Linked DNA regions of Sus scrofa: all the other regions are linked to region 1. The links are chromatin contacts, called in public Hi-C and HiChIP or PLAC-seq maps. All regions are on one chromosome and are shown on one strand. The core of a region is the stretch at or near the end of the contact, and the rest is flanking DNA. Distances in the headings are between cores, read along the strand shown.

Evidence for each region. Hi-C and Micro-C count contacts between places; a contact is called where the count stands out from the background. HiChIP or PLAC-seq counts read pairs in DNA pulled down with a chosen protein or histone mark.
Region 2: an H3K27ac HiChIP or PLAC-seq map of skeletal muscle shows a contact between it and region 1. The contact joins two enhancer-like sites. A contact is called at or near these places in 2 of 2 datasets of contacts at active chromatin or transcription factors (alveolar macrophages and skeletal muscle).
Region 3: a contact with region 1 is called in a Hi-C map of skeletal muscle, with 6 times the contacts expected there. The contact joins two enhancer-like sites. A contact is called at or near these places in 5 of 47 Hi-C or Micro-C datasets (embryonic fibroblasts, heart right ventricle, psoas muscle and 1 more) and 2 of 2 datasets of contacts at active chromatin or transcription factors (alveolar macrophages and skeletal muscle).

Annotation. Positions count from the first base shown.
Region 1 is chr6:153,340,330-153,344,392 of Sscrofa11.1, reverse strand. All of the region lies in intron 3 of LOC102165506 (a long non-coding RNA gene), which reads right to left. Among named protein-coding and RNA genes, the nearest start is that of FGGY, 130 kb to the right of the region's middle. Within about 2 kb of position 1,807, at least 4 of the 83 cell types and tissues checked have an H3K27ac peak or open chromatin away from gene starts, as enhancers often do. A contact at or near this core is called in skeletal muscle, where this site is marked.
Region 2 is chr6:153,580,990-153,585,052 of Sscrofa11.1, reverse strand. No RefSeq gene overlaps it. Among named protein-coding and RNA genes, the nearest start is that of JUN, 100 kb to the left of the region's middle. Within about 2 kb of position 2,087, at least 16 of the 83 cell types and tissues checked have an H3K27ac peak or open chromatin away from gene starts, as enhancers often do. A contact at or near this core is called in skeletal muscle, where this site is marked.
Region 3 is chr6:153,124,011-153,128,073 of Sscrofa11.1, reverse strand. The region is part of intron 5 of FGGY (FGGY carbohydrate kinase domain-containing protein); the gene reads left to right. Among named protein-coding and RNA genes, the nearest start is that of FGGY, 87 kb to the left of the region's middle. Within about 2 kb of position 1,848, at least 40 of the 83 cell types and tissues checked have an H3K27ac peak or open chromatin away from gene starts, as enhancers often do. A contact at or near this core is called in skeletal muscle, where this site is marked.

The DNA.
Region 1 (4,063 bases), core at 558-3,057:
ACCCACTTTGTACCTCTGCTTTCAGAGCACTTAGCACCCTGAAATGGCAGCTTTGTCTGTCTCTTTCTGGAGGCTGTGAACATGAATGGTGAGTTCTTCAAGGCCTGGGGGTTGTAACATGGATTTCTATGCTCCTCCTGTTCAGTACCAGGGAGGTACTCAGGAAACAGATGTTGCTACAAGCTAGCCTAGGGGTTCTCATACCCTGGACCACCTGTAGCAGAATGCCTGTGTGCTGGTTCAAAATTCAGGCTCCAGATCTGCCTCAAACCTGCTGCACTGACTCTTGGGGGTGGGGCTCCAGAGCTTCATTTCATTAACTCCCCAGACAATTCCAATGGGCATCAACCTCAGCAAGCTCGTGTGTCCCCAGTGCCTATTACCATGTCTGGCCCATAGTTGCTGCTCAGTAAATACCTGCAGAATGAATGAACGAATGAATATTTTTAGACTGGGCTGGGTACACAAGATTCAGTTTGCTCTTTTGGCTAATGTGATGTCCAGGTCTGGCTCCAGAGTCAGATAAGCAGATGTCCCTCTACATGAGGCCCCGGTGGTACTGAATGCCCCACTGCCCTTAAACAGGTCAGCTTCCTGGAGGAGGTGTCAGAGCCAGTAGAAGGGAGAGAATTTGGGCAGTTGTAAAGCTGGTGTATGATCTCACCCACGACCAGAAGGCTCCTTTACTATCCCTACCTCCTGCTCATCTCCCCACCCCCACGCATCCTGTCACATCCCAGATCAGAACCATTCTGGAAGCAATATTTGCTCGTTTGACATTTGAAAATAGCATCAAGGAGGCTAAAGATAGCTAGGTTATAAGGAAGGTTAAACAGCTTGCCAAATGCCGCTGAGCAAATTTGGTCTTCTCCGTGTTGTCCAAAGAGTGCTTTGATGTTTTCCCTCTGTTTGGAGGAGTAGAAGTATTAGATGAAGGGGGAAGAGGATCTTGAGCCAAAGGCCACAGCCTTGGTGTGAATTTGGTGAATGGTAAAAGGGTGCGTGTTTCAGAGGTCTCGGTTAACAAACTCAGCATTCTCCAGCTGCCCAGGACAAAAAGCCTGACGTGGTAAGACCCTGCTTGCTGGGCTGCCTGTGTGGCCCTATGTCTACCTATGCATCTGGTTTCCACTGGGACCAACACAACCATCAGGAAGGGATTTGTCCGTTTGAGATAGTAAAATTCTAAAAATGCCCCTAGCCTTTTACTTCCTTTTCATTTCTCCCTGGCTCGCCCTCATTGTAACTGAAATGCCCCAAGCCCCAGATATGTACTGTGGATGTGGGGCGGCGGAGGCCAGAGCCCGCTGACTGTGGGGAGACATCGTGTTCCCCAGGGATCAAGTATCCACGGAGAGATCGGCGTGTCCAAGTAATAGTGCTTACCATTTGCGGACAGGTGCCCGTTCGCCAAGCTCTCTGCTAAGTTCCTTTCATCCTTTACTTCACTTATTCTCCCAGCAGCCCTATGTGTTAGGAAATATTTTGGGGCCCATATAAATGAAGATCTGAGAGTCGGAGGAAGACGTTAAGCAACTTGCTTCGGGTACCAGCTAGTGCTGCAGAGATGGCATTTCAACCCAGGGGCATCTGCTCCAAGCTTGCTCTCCTCTCAACCATGTTATATCATCTCCCTTTATAGAGACAGACAAGGGGCATCTTCCCCTGCATACCCTGCCCTGACTCCATTCCAGGCATCGCACTGGCTTCAGAGAGTGACCGAGTGCCCCTTGAGATGGGCAGGCTACGATGGCAGAGTCTCAGGGATGGACACTCAAGCCCGGTGACTCAGCAGCCCAGCCCACTTGTCTGACCTTTTCCATGTCACAGATATCTAATGAAACGGTTAGCCCTGCTTGCATCCTGCAGCCCTAGGGGCAAGTGGCAACCCGAGTCACAAGAGACGGACTGAATGTCAGAGTTGAAGTGGGTATCTCTGCCTCACCCTCTCTAAATGTGACCACAGCTGCCCATTCAGTGGTGGCACTGCTGTCACCGCCAGAACATGCAGGCAGGGTGCCTGAGGGGGCAGGATGCTGGTCATCTGGCTAAAAAGGAGGGTGGGGATGGGTGAGGCGGCCCGATTATGCCTGGCTTTGGTTCCAAGCTCTATAATCGGATTCAGGTGCTTCCAAAAGCTCCTGCCTCTTCCGAGCAAATTCAGTTAAGGGCAGGGGGAGGGTGCACTAATGGCTTCCACATTGGGGGCCTTTCAAGCTCGGCAGGGGTGGGAGGGGCAAGGAGTCTGACCTCACCTCTGAGGATAGCCCTGATCCATGGAAGGCAAATGTGTTCATTAAGTACCTCTTAGGAGTAAGGGTCTCAGGCCTTGTGGGCTGGATGCTGAGAATATGACAAACAAACAAACAAACAAACATAGATGCAGCCTGCCTGGAGCTTACACCCGGTAGGAGAGCCAGAAAATGGACCAGAAAATTACAGCCCAGAATGAAGAGGGCTCGAGGGAAGGACTGGTTCCCCATGTTAGTGGCTGAGACTGTGGGCTGAAGAGGAGCTCATGGGGGAACCTGGGGGTACCCAGAGCAGGGAAAACAGCCCATGAGAATGTGAGTTAGGGGAGGAGCGGGGTGGCCAGGGCATCGGTGCAAAGGCATAGCCATAAGCGAGGAATGCAATGTGGACTGGTTGGGAAAAACTTTTGGTCTTAAAATCCATTAGAAGAAGGCCAGAGAGATAATGTGATACACTTGGAAAGGTCATTCGGCTGGAATGGAACAAGATGCATGCAGGAAGACTGGTGATTTGGGGCAATGCCGGTGGTATCCTAGACTAGGGTGGGGTGGGAGTGGAGCCCATGGGAAGGGTAAATCTAGTTATGAGGCCAAATCAACAAATTATACGGTCCTTGCCTTCAAGGAGAAAACAATTCTAGTTGAAAAAACATTTTCTCCCTTAATTCATGCCAGTCTTACGTGACCAGCTCAGAGGTCATTGAGTTCAATCTCCTTTTGCATGGAGTCCAGTGGTTTGCAACCTGGGTTTGAACTCCTTCAAGGCAGGGAGGGAGTGGTGGAATGTTAAACAGCTTAGGAAAAGTCTGGGTGGGCAGCTGGCCTGGACACACGCTTTCTCGAAGTTCTGGAAACTCCTGGACAGAAGAGACTATATACCCTGCTGGCAAGGCCCCTGGCTCCAGGCAGTGGGGCAGTTTTGAGGCGACACCTATTCTGCCAGCTGCGATGGAGCAGACTGCTCCCCCCCACCCCCCACAGCAGAGGGGGGGCCGGGAGGTTGGCTGGAGCTGAAGGTGCTTTTCTGCCAACAGACCCACCCACAAGTGCTTGCTGAGTGATGGCTGGTGCCCAGCCTTGTTCCTGGAAACCGCTGTGATAACGCTCCCAGAGCAAGAAGCACCACTTGCTGACCTTCTACAGGGGAAGAATCCTCAGGAAAAGCTTGTTGAAAATTTAATGACAGCAATTTCTGAGGCTCGTAAAACTCTTTTAACATTTCTCTACGCTCAGACGACAATCAGTCTTCCCCCAAGTGAGGTTCTACAGCACCAAAGCACCCACTCACTCAGCATCATGCTTGAGGCATAGACAAGCCTGGGAGGGAGAGGGGTCTAGAGGCCAAGAGCCCCAACGACCTGGATTTAACCCTCACTCTACCCCTATGACAGTGTGCCTGGGTCCTCGCTTTACCTCTCTCCTCACCTCCTCTTCCGGAAAACAGGCATAATACAACCTATTTTGAAGGGTGCTAAGCATTAAATAAGAAAATGTTGCCTAGTCAAGTGCTCAGGAAATGCTAATTTCCTCTGGCCACTTTCTCTCCCTTTCCTATTCCCCAAACAGGGACACAGCCAAGGCTGCACAACTTGAAGAAATGGTGCCTGGCATACAGCATCTTATTCGGCTCTGGCTACTGTAACAAAATAGCATATGCACTGGACAGCTCAAATAAATAACAGACACCTATTTCTCATGGTTCTGGGGGTTTGGAAGTCTGAGAAGAGGGTGCATACATGGTCAGGTCTGATGCAGACCCTCATCCTTGCCTGTAGAGGCCCACCTTCATGCCACATCCTCACACGGCAGAG
Region 2 (4,063 bases), core at 838-3,337, 240 kb before region 1:
GTCTGAGAGGCTCCAGTCATTGGCTGCCAAGCAGCTTGTTGAACCCTGTATAGTATTTTCTCTCCACCTATAAGATGGGTGTACCTCTCTGAGGTTGGGAAAATAAAATCAGATAATAAATTCTTCCGTTGGTTCATTCAGCCACTGTTGACTGGTCCATGCTCTGTGTCAATGTGCTGGGAAGAGGGGAATGGGTAAGACATAGGCTCGCGCTCCAGAGGCTTGACTTCTAATGGAGAAATAGGGAAATAAATAGAAACACTGGCACAGAACTAAACTTTCCAACAGATACTTTCACATTTACTAACTCCCTTAAGTCATCTCATGGGAGGTGGAAACGAATTACACCCATTTGACAGATGAAGAAACTGAGGGCCATGAAGGGATTTGCCCTTCCTGGCATTCCTACATTGCATTGTACGTAATTCCATCACAGTCCTTAGCCCTCTCTCTATTAGGGCTGGAGGTGCACATGTTGAGCGCCCTCCATCCCCCCTGCAAACTTTAAGCTCTCTATGGGCAGGGCTAACTTCTCATGAGTCTGTTGACCAACTAGCCTCAAGCCCAAGCTTGGCACATAGTAATAGAGGATTGGCAGGCAGAGGGAGTGGTGGGAGGAACGCAGCTCAAAGTTCTGGGGTATCAGCCAAGTGCGGGCTTGGCTTCTCACCTCTACTACAAAACTTGGGTGCTGTGCATATTCACATATCTGTTACATATGTGCCAGGGGCTGAGATGAGTTATGGGATTTGCCCAAGGTCACTTTGAGAGTAATCTGAGAAATTTCAAACTCACACATGGTGCAGAAAAGATAATGTGTATATTGGGGTGGGTTGAAGTGGCTGGAGTGTCCAGCAGTCTAAAGCCAGAACTAGAGCAAATCTCCCGTAAAGCATTTGGCTGGTCCCTGGAAGCATCTTTATCCACCAGAGCCCAATCCTGCACTTAGGCCTTTACTTGTATCTGTGTTTCTTTCACTGTACCCTCTCAAGACTGTTGGTGAGTACTTACTGAATAAATGCTTGAATGGGAGAGCAAGGGCAGGCAGAGATCATCACAAATGCTGAACCCTCCCTTTGTGCCAGTGAAATACTGATGCCAGTGAAATTTTGATGCTTTCTTTTTTCATCCTCTCAACGTCATGATGAAGTAAGCACTCCGATTGCTCCAGGTTTCAGAGAGAAACTGAGGCTTTAAAATGTTGGGTCTTAGGAGTTCTCATCTTGGCTCAGCAGAAACGAATCTGGCTAGTATCCATGAGGATGTGAGTTCCATCCCTGGCCCTGCTCAGGGGGTTAAAGATCCCGCGTTACTGTGAGCTGTGGTGCAGGTTGCAGACTCGGCTCAGGTTTGGTGTTGCTGTGGCTGTGGCATAGGCCAGCGGCTACAGCTCCAATTCGACCCCTATCCTGGGAGCCTCCATATGCCGTGGGTGTGGCCCTAAAAAGACAAAAAAAAAAAAAAAAAAAAAAAGTGGGGTCTTGGCCTGAAGTCACAAAGGTGCTAAGTGGCTTTGAATCCGGCCTATATTTCAGCTTGATTACCCATTTTTTTTTTTTTTTTTTTTTTTTTTTTTTTTTTTTTTTTTTTTTTTTTTTTTGGCCTGCATTGATTCCAGTTGATCAGCCCCCCCCCCCCCCTCCAGCCTTCTGCACCCACCCAGCTATCACCGTCTTCCCAACAACGCCCCTTGGAATTACCCCCACCATTACTTTAATGTGCATGTATGCATGAATAAATCATGGCTCCCAAACTCTGGGAAGTGAACCCACACAAGACCACAGCAGTGTTCCCTCCTGGCCAGGGATGTTTTCCGATCACTTACTGCTCTAACTGTATATGAAATATCCCTCTGTCCATTGTTCCCCTGGCAGAGTCAGAGAGTATCCCCCTGGAGGATCCAAAGACGAAGGCTGATAGTTGAGGGTGTAGATTAGCCCCTAGTCTGAGAGCTACTGGCTGCAAGAATCCCTGGTGAATCCCAGCATAACACCAATGGGAGAAGTCTTGAGACATCAGGCCAAGTAGAAGAGAGGGCAATAGACAGGAACTTGGGACCTGAGAGAGTCGTGAGTCAGCAGCGTATGGTGGCTGCCAAAAGAAAGAATGTAAACTCTGGTTGTATCACTAGGAGGGTAGTGTCAAATAACAAGGTGACATTGCACTTCCTCCTTGGTCAGCCTGGAGCTGGACTGCAAGGTTAAGGTCTGGTTCCACATTTTTAGATTATCATAGTCAAACTGGAACTTGTTCAAAAGCACGCAGAACCAGGACACAAAAGGGAATGGCGTTGTCATCCTGGTAAGCGGAAGGACCTCATTTCTTTTCCGGAGGAAGAGAAGAGGTGAGGAAGTTGGGAGAGTAGGCCTACCAGCCCCCTCTGCTACATGCCACGCTCGGGCTAGATGCTTTTTTCTAGAGGTTTTCTAGTAGATTTCTTCTGCCTGACCCACCGCGGAAAAGGGGACTCAAGCAAAGATATAATAGGAAGCTACATTTGGACTCATGCTCGATGGTCTTTCTACCAGTAAAAAAGAAGGAAGTAATTTTGAAGAGCAAAAGAAACATCCCATCTTTCTTTGTGTGACCTCTTGCGAGTTACCCAGCTTTCAGAGCCCCAGTTTCCCATCTGAAGGATGCCCATGGGGTCCATGAGGATCCAATAGCCTGCGGGCTATGGGAGCAGTGCAGTGGGATGGTCACACACATGGCCCCAGGACTCAGACTGCTGGGACTTGAACCTCAGTGCAGGGTGACCTTTGATTTATTTTGCCTTTTCAGTACTTCAGTTTCCTCCTCTGCAAAATGGGGTTAATATGTATAAGGCACTCAGAACTGTATCTGTCAATAAAGTTAGCCACCATCATCCTCACCCTCACTCTGTATGAAAGTGACTGTCATAGGAGTTCCCGTCGTGGCGCAGTGGTTAACGAATCCGACTAGGAACCATGAGGTTGCGGGTTCGATCCCTGCCCTTGCTCAGTGGGTTAACGATCCGGCGTTGCCGTGAGCTGTGGTGTAGGGTGCAGACTCGGCTCGATCCCGCGTTGCTGTGGCTCTGGCGTAGGCCGGTGGCTACAGCTCCGATTGGACCCCTAGCCTGGGAACCTCCATATGCCGCGGGAGCGGCCCAAGAAATAGCAACAACAACCAAAAAAAAGACAAAAAAAAAAAAAAAAAAGAAAGTGACTGTCATAATATTTAGGATATATGGAATGCTTCCTCTTTCTCTCCTTCCCCTTCCCTCTTCCACCAGAGAACTCTTTCAGGGTGTCTCTGGGGGTACAGAGTCTTTTCATTTCTAGACTTCTGGAGAATGTTTCCAAACAGTGCAACATCTGTTTGTATAGATTCAAAAGCAGCTACCTACCTCGATCTAAATACTGTCTTCGTGAAGAGGCAGAGGAAAAAGAAAGCCAACCCCCGACTATTAGAAGTTTCCCGTTCTTGGAGTTCCCATTGTGGCTCAGTGGTAATGAACCTGATTCATGAGGATGTGGATTCGATCCCTGGCCTCCCTCAGTGAGTTAAGGATCCGGCATGGCCATGAGCTGTGATGTAGGTTGCAGACGTGGCTCGGATCTGTCATTGCTGTGGCTGTGGTGTAGGCTGGCAGCTTCAGCTCCTTTTGATCCCTCGCCTGAGAACTTCCACATGCTGCAAGTGCAATCCTTAAAAAAAAGAAAAAGAAAAAGAAAAGAAGGAAGTTTCCCATTCTTAGGGTATTTTACAGATCTCCTGCCTTCATTACTTCACTCAGTGCATAACTTGGTAGGTAGAAAGAAGTGATGAGGAAAGCAAGGCTCAGAGAGGTTCTCTGACTCACCCAGGACCACAAAAACCTGAGTAGGTGAGGCAGGACTTGAATTCAAGGCTTTCTGATTCTAAATGGCAGCATGTTTATCAAGCATTGCCCAGTCCCTGGCCCCTGGCCCCACACATCCTCCCAGCCTGGGTATTCTGCTTCAGGGTGCGTGAGAAGGTCACCCCGCCAGGCTCCAAACCTTGAAACCAAATCCCTGTAGTGTTGGAGAGGACGGAAGAGGAGGGATGAGTCTAGAAC
Region 3 (4,063 bases), core at 599-3,098, 220 kb after region 1:
ATGTGCATATGTATATATATAAATATTTGTCTTTTTAGGGCCACATTTGTGGCATACATATTTTATAAAATATATGTGCACACACACACACATATATACACATAGACACACACGCCACATCTTCTTTATCCATTCATCTGTCTTTTTCAGCTCTTTGGTATAGATCTAGATGTGAGTTCCATACCCTTGAAAGTCATACAGCCAGTAGGACTGTAATTTTTCAACTGAGTAGCTGTATAGCATTTCCTTTGCTTACCAGTTTTCTCTGAGACCTTGAATTTCTTTTAGAATCTAGTCTTGTTTGCTCTTTAATATGGTAAAAGTGGAGCAATCTCAGGCTGGGAGTCCTCATTTACAAATAGTATGACAGTATATTCTTTGCTGAAATAACATTTTTGACTGCACCCATGGCATGTTCCCAGGCCAGGGATTGAACCTGTGTCACAGCAGTAAACAGAGCCAAAGCAGTGACAACACCAGATCCTTAAACCTCAGAACTATCAGGGAACTCCTGCTGAAAATGTTTTGAAACTGTAAAAATGCTCAAGAATAGAGATCACGTTTTCCAGGTGCTATTACAGAATCCCGGAAGGTTCTTGCTGTGAGGGTGAAACTGCTAAGTGAAGTAGGGGTTAGGTTTTAAGGGGACCATATCCAAGTCATATATTGTTTAGAGTTCTTTTCTCTGACCCCGGAAGGCCTTCCTTGGGAGGGACAGGACATTTTGGTCTTGGTGGCCTCTTAAATCAGTTTGCTATCCTGGATGGCTGCCACTGTAGGTGAACTCTTGTGAACTTTTGGATATGCTGTACTTGTGTGATTCTAGGTAGCCTCTGAGTTTCAGTCTGATTAACGGTGTCAATATTCAGTCTTGGATACTGTAAGAACTCTGTGGCCTTGATGGTGAGGCCTTAGGACACATAGCATAAAATACACCTGGTGGCATGGTTTGAAACTTGGAAGAAATATCTGGTCCAGCCAGGTAACCCTGGGCCCTTGGTGCTCAGTTTGTCTGCAGAGTGTGGTGGCTGGATTAGGTGATCCATTTAGCCCCTCCCTGGACTGAACCTCTGAGTCCAAAAGTAATGGTGTCGACCAAAGTCTCCCTTTGACTTCTTTCTTAAAGCTCAGGTTATTGGAAGAAGTATTATAAAAGCCTGACATTAAATTCAACCCTTTGGGATATAATTTAGTGTCAGAATGCTGTATCCTTGTCTTCTTTTTTCACCTCTTCTAGTTAGTTTATTATTTTTTAAATACACCTTCTTTTTTTCTTGTTTTCTTCATTTTTCTTCCTTGCTCTAAATTATAGTCAAGGGCCTTTGAAGAGAATTCTTAAATGTTATTAAGAAATTGCAGTCAGGGAGCCCTTTGTTCCCAAGTCATTTAGAAGATTGCTTTTCCTTTTGTTAAATATGAAACATTGTCAACCTGCATTGTTAAAATGTGCCAAAAACTGCATTCACCACTAAAAAGTGTCAGCTCTCATTATTGCCCAGATATTATTCTTTTCAAAAGCTGAGCACTCTCCCCGGGCTTTCTAAACAATCTTCAGCTCATTCATCTTTCTGGTTTCGTTACGTTTTTGAACCTCTCTCAGTCCTACCTAGAGTGGCAGCCTGTCTTTTAAAAATTAATGGGTTCCAAATGCCAGTCAAACCTATTTCCGCCCTCAACCTCCTGCTCCCCTCTCCGGCCCTGCCTGTTAGGAGTCTTATACTCTGTATAAATATTGAGCTGCAGATAGTTTCTAAAGAGGTGTTTGGACTTTTAATTAACACTGACAGCCTGTCTGCCTGGGATTTTGCTCTGCTGTCTCCATGGAAAAGTCAGGCAGGTCATATGGAGAGGAGCGGGGCTCCGCAGTGGATATGTTCCTGGCGGCTGGCCCTAGAGACACTGAACTCCGAGCCAACCATGAAGTCATTTTGAATTTAAGGAGTCTTGCTAATCCAAGGCAATGTGTCTTAATTTGACAAAGTAAAGACTGCCCGATAAGCAACCCTAACTACAAGTTCTGTGAAACTGGGGGTGTTTGTAAGTTTAGATTGTGCTAGAGAAACGTGGTGATGTGGAAGAATGGGCTCGTTTTCTTCTGTTTACTCCCTTTCCCATCCCATCCCCCCCCTCCCCCCCCCCGACTTTGGCCCAGTTCAGCCCTGCAGTCTGGCCTCTGCAGTGGCTTGATATGAAATTTGAGAAACATATGTAGTTTTCTATTTCAGGAAAATGATCTCAGGGATTGAATGTGTTTTTTTGTCGGCTGTTAAGCTCTGATCTTGCCCAGTGTGGTTTTTTGATGATGGGAAAGAGGCTTCGAAGTGCTTTTTATCAGAATTCCTTGTAATAAACCTTAGGGCTTTTTTTTTTTTTTTTCGTTAGGCCCCCACCCCCTCCCTGGCCCTCAGCACAATGTCATCTATTCTGTCAGAAGTGGGAAGAAGTGCACGTTGTTCATGTTACAATCAGTTCATTGCTGCGGGCAGGCACATACACAAAAATGGCCGCTGTGTCCACCCTTCACAAAAGCTGTTTTAAATGTAGTTCAGTGGAGGGCCAGGGGTCTGCATACTGTTGCCCATAAAGGAAAAGGGAACCATGGAGGAGAAGTCGGCCTTTGTTTTGCCTTGGAAGGGCCAGTATTCTTCTTTGTTCTTGAGGTGAGAGCCAACAATGGGCCCAGTGCCCTGTAAAACCAAACTTCATTGATCCAGGCATGCAGAGGATGTGTGGACCAGCATGGCTGGGCCTGATGAGAGCAGAGCCGAGAGAGGGGTGAGGTGAAGTGCTGGCCGGGAGATGGGGAGGTGGGAGGCCGACTCGATTATTTTCATTTGGGTCTGACCTGCCCCGTGTCCGAGGAGGAGGCATGGCTCCAGCCCATCAAGGAGCATCTCTGTCATGGTAGAGAAGGGTTCCCTGCTTATTCACCAGATGCAGGCCTCTTGAGGACAGTTGCATGTCCACGTTCATCTTTGCTTCCAGGGGGTACTTGCTGAATGAATAAGAGAATGATGTGCTCCAGCGGAGATCTCTACAGAATACGCTGAAAGCATAGACAAAGGACCGACCTACCCATCCCAAGAGTTGGGCAAAAAGGGGGAGAAAGCACAGAAAGGTGTACCCAGAGGAAAGGGAGCTGGCATTCCTGGGCAGCATGCCCGTTATCCGATTTGATCCTTGTATCATTTTAACAGATGAGGAAACCAAGACAGGGGACACGTTCATCATCACACAGCCATGAAGGAGCAGAGGCTGGATCTGAAACTAGGTCTGCATGGCTCCTAAGCGATGTCATTTGGTGTGGCTCAATCTTCCAGCAAGGGAGGAAGGATGGAAATCCTGGTTCCTCTCACACTGCATTTGTCTCCACCACTTGTTTGGTTTGCAGTGAAAAGCCCCCCTCCCTCTGGCCCTGAGATCTGGGCTTTGTCGAAATGGTTTGGGAAAATTTAAGAGACTTTTGGGCAGTGGTGGAGATGGGCTTCCCCTGAAGGAAATGCATTGAAATTGAAGCTTTGGGGACCTCGGATTGCATGGGCCCCATGAGTGCAGGTAGCTGTTGGGAGTCGTAGAATGTTCTGGGTGGGGAGGGGTTGCAGTCAGGAAGGACTTCTGTGTAGGCATTTCTCATCTCAGGAAAAGGGAATCTAAATGCCCTAGGTTCCACTTATTTTAGTTTTTTTTTTTCCTCATTGTAAACCTTCATTATGGTACCTGATTTTATATTCATAATTTTGTATTCCTTTCTTTGAGTTCCCCATGTAAAAGCTTCAGGCCCTTTAAGATGGGGATTTGTCCCAGGAAGTGACATGAGAGCACCTTGCACGGAGGAGGGAACTCAAAGTAGCCGTTGAGTTTGGGCTCTGGGGTGGCACGCCAGCCCTGGGACTTAATCGTGTGACCAGGAGCAAGTCTCTTACATCTTTTGCACGTTGTTTCCCTCATTGTACTCTATGGGCTTGCTGTGGGGATTGAAAGAGTTCACATGGATAGAGCTTATAGGCCAGCGTGCTGAGGACTCGGGAGATGTCAGCTGCCCTCGCGGCTCTTGCTGTTATTT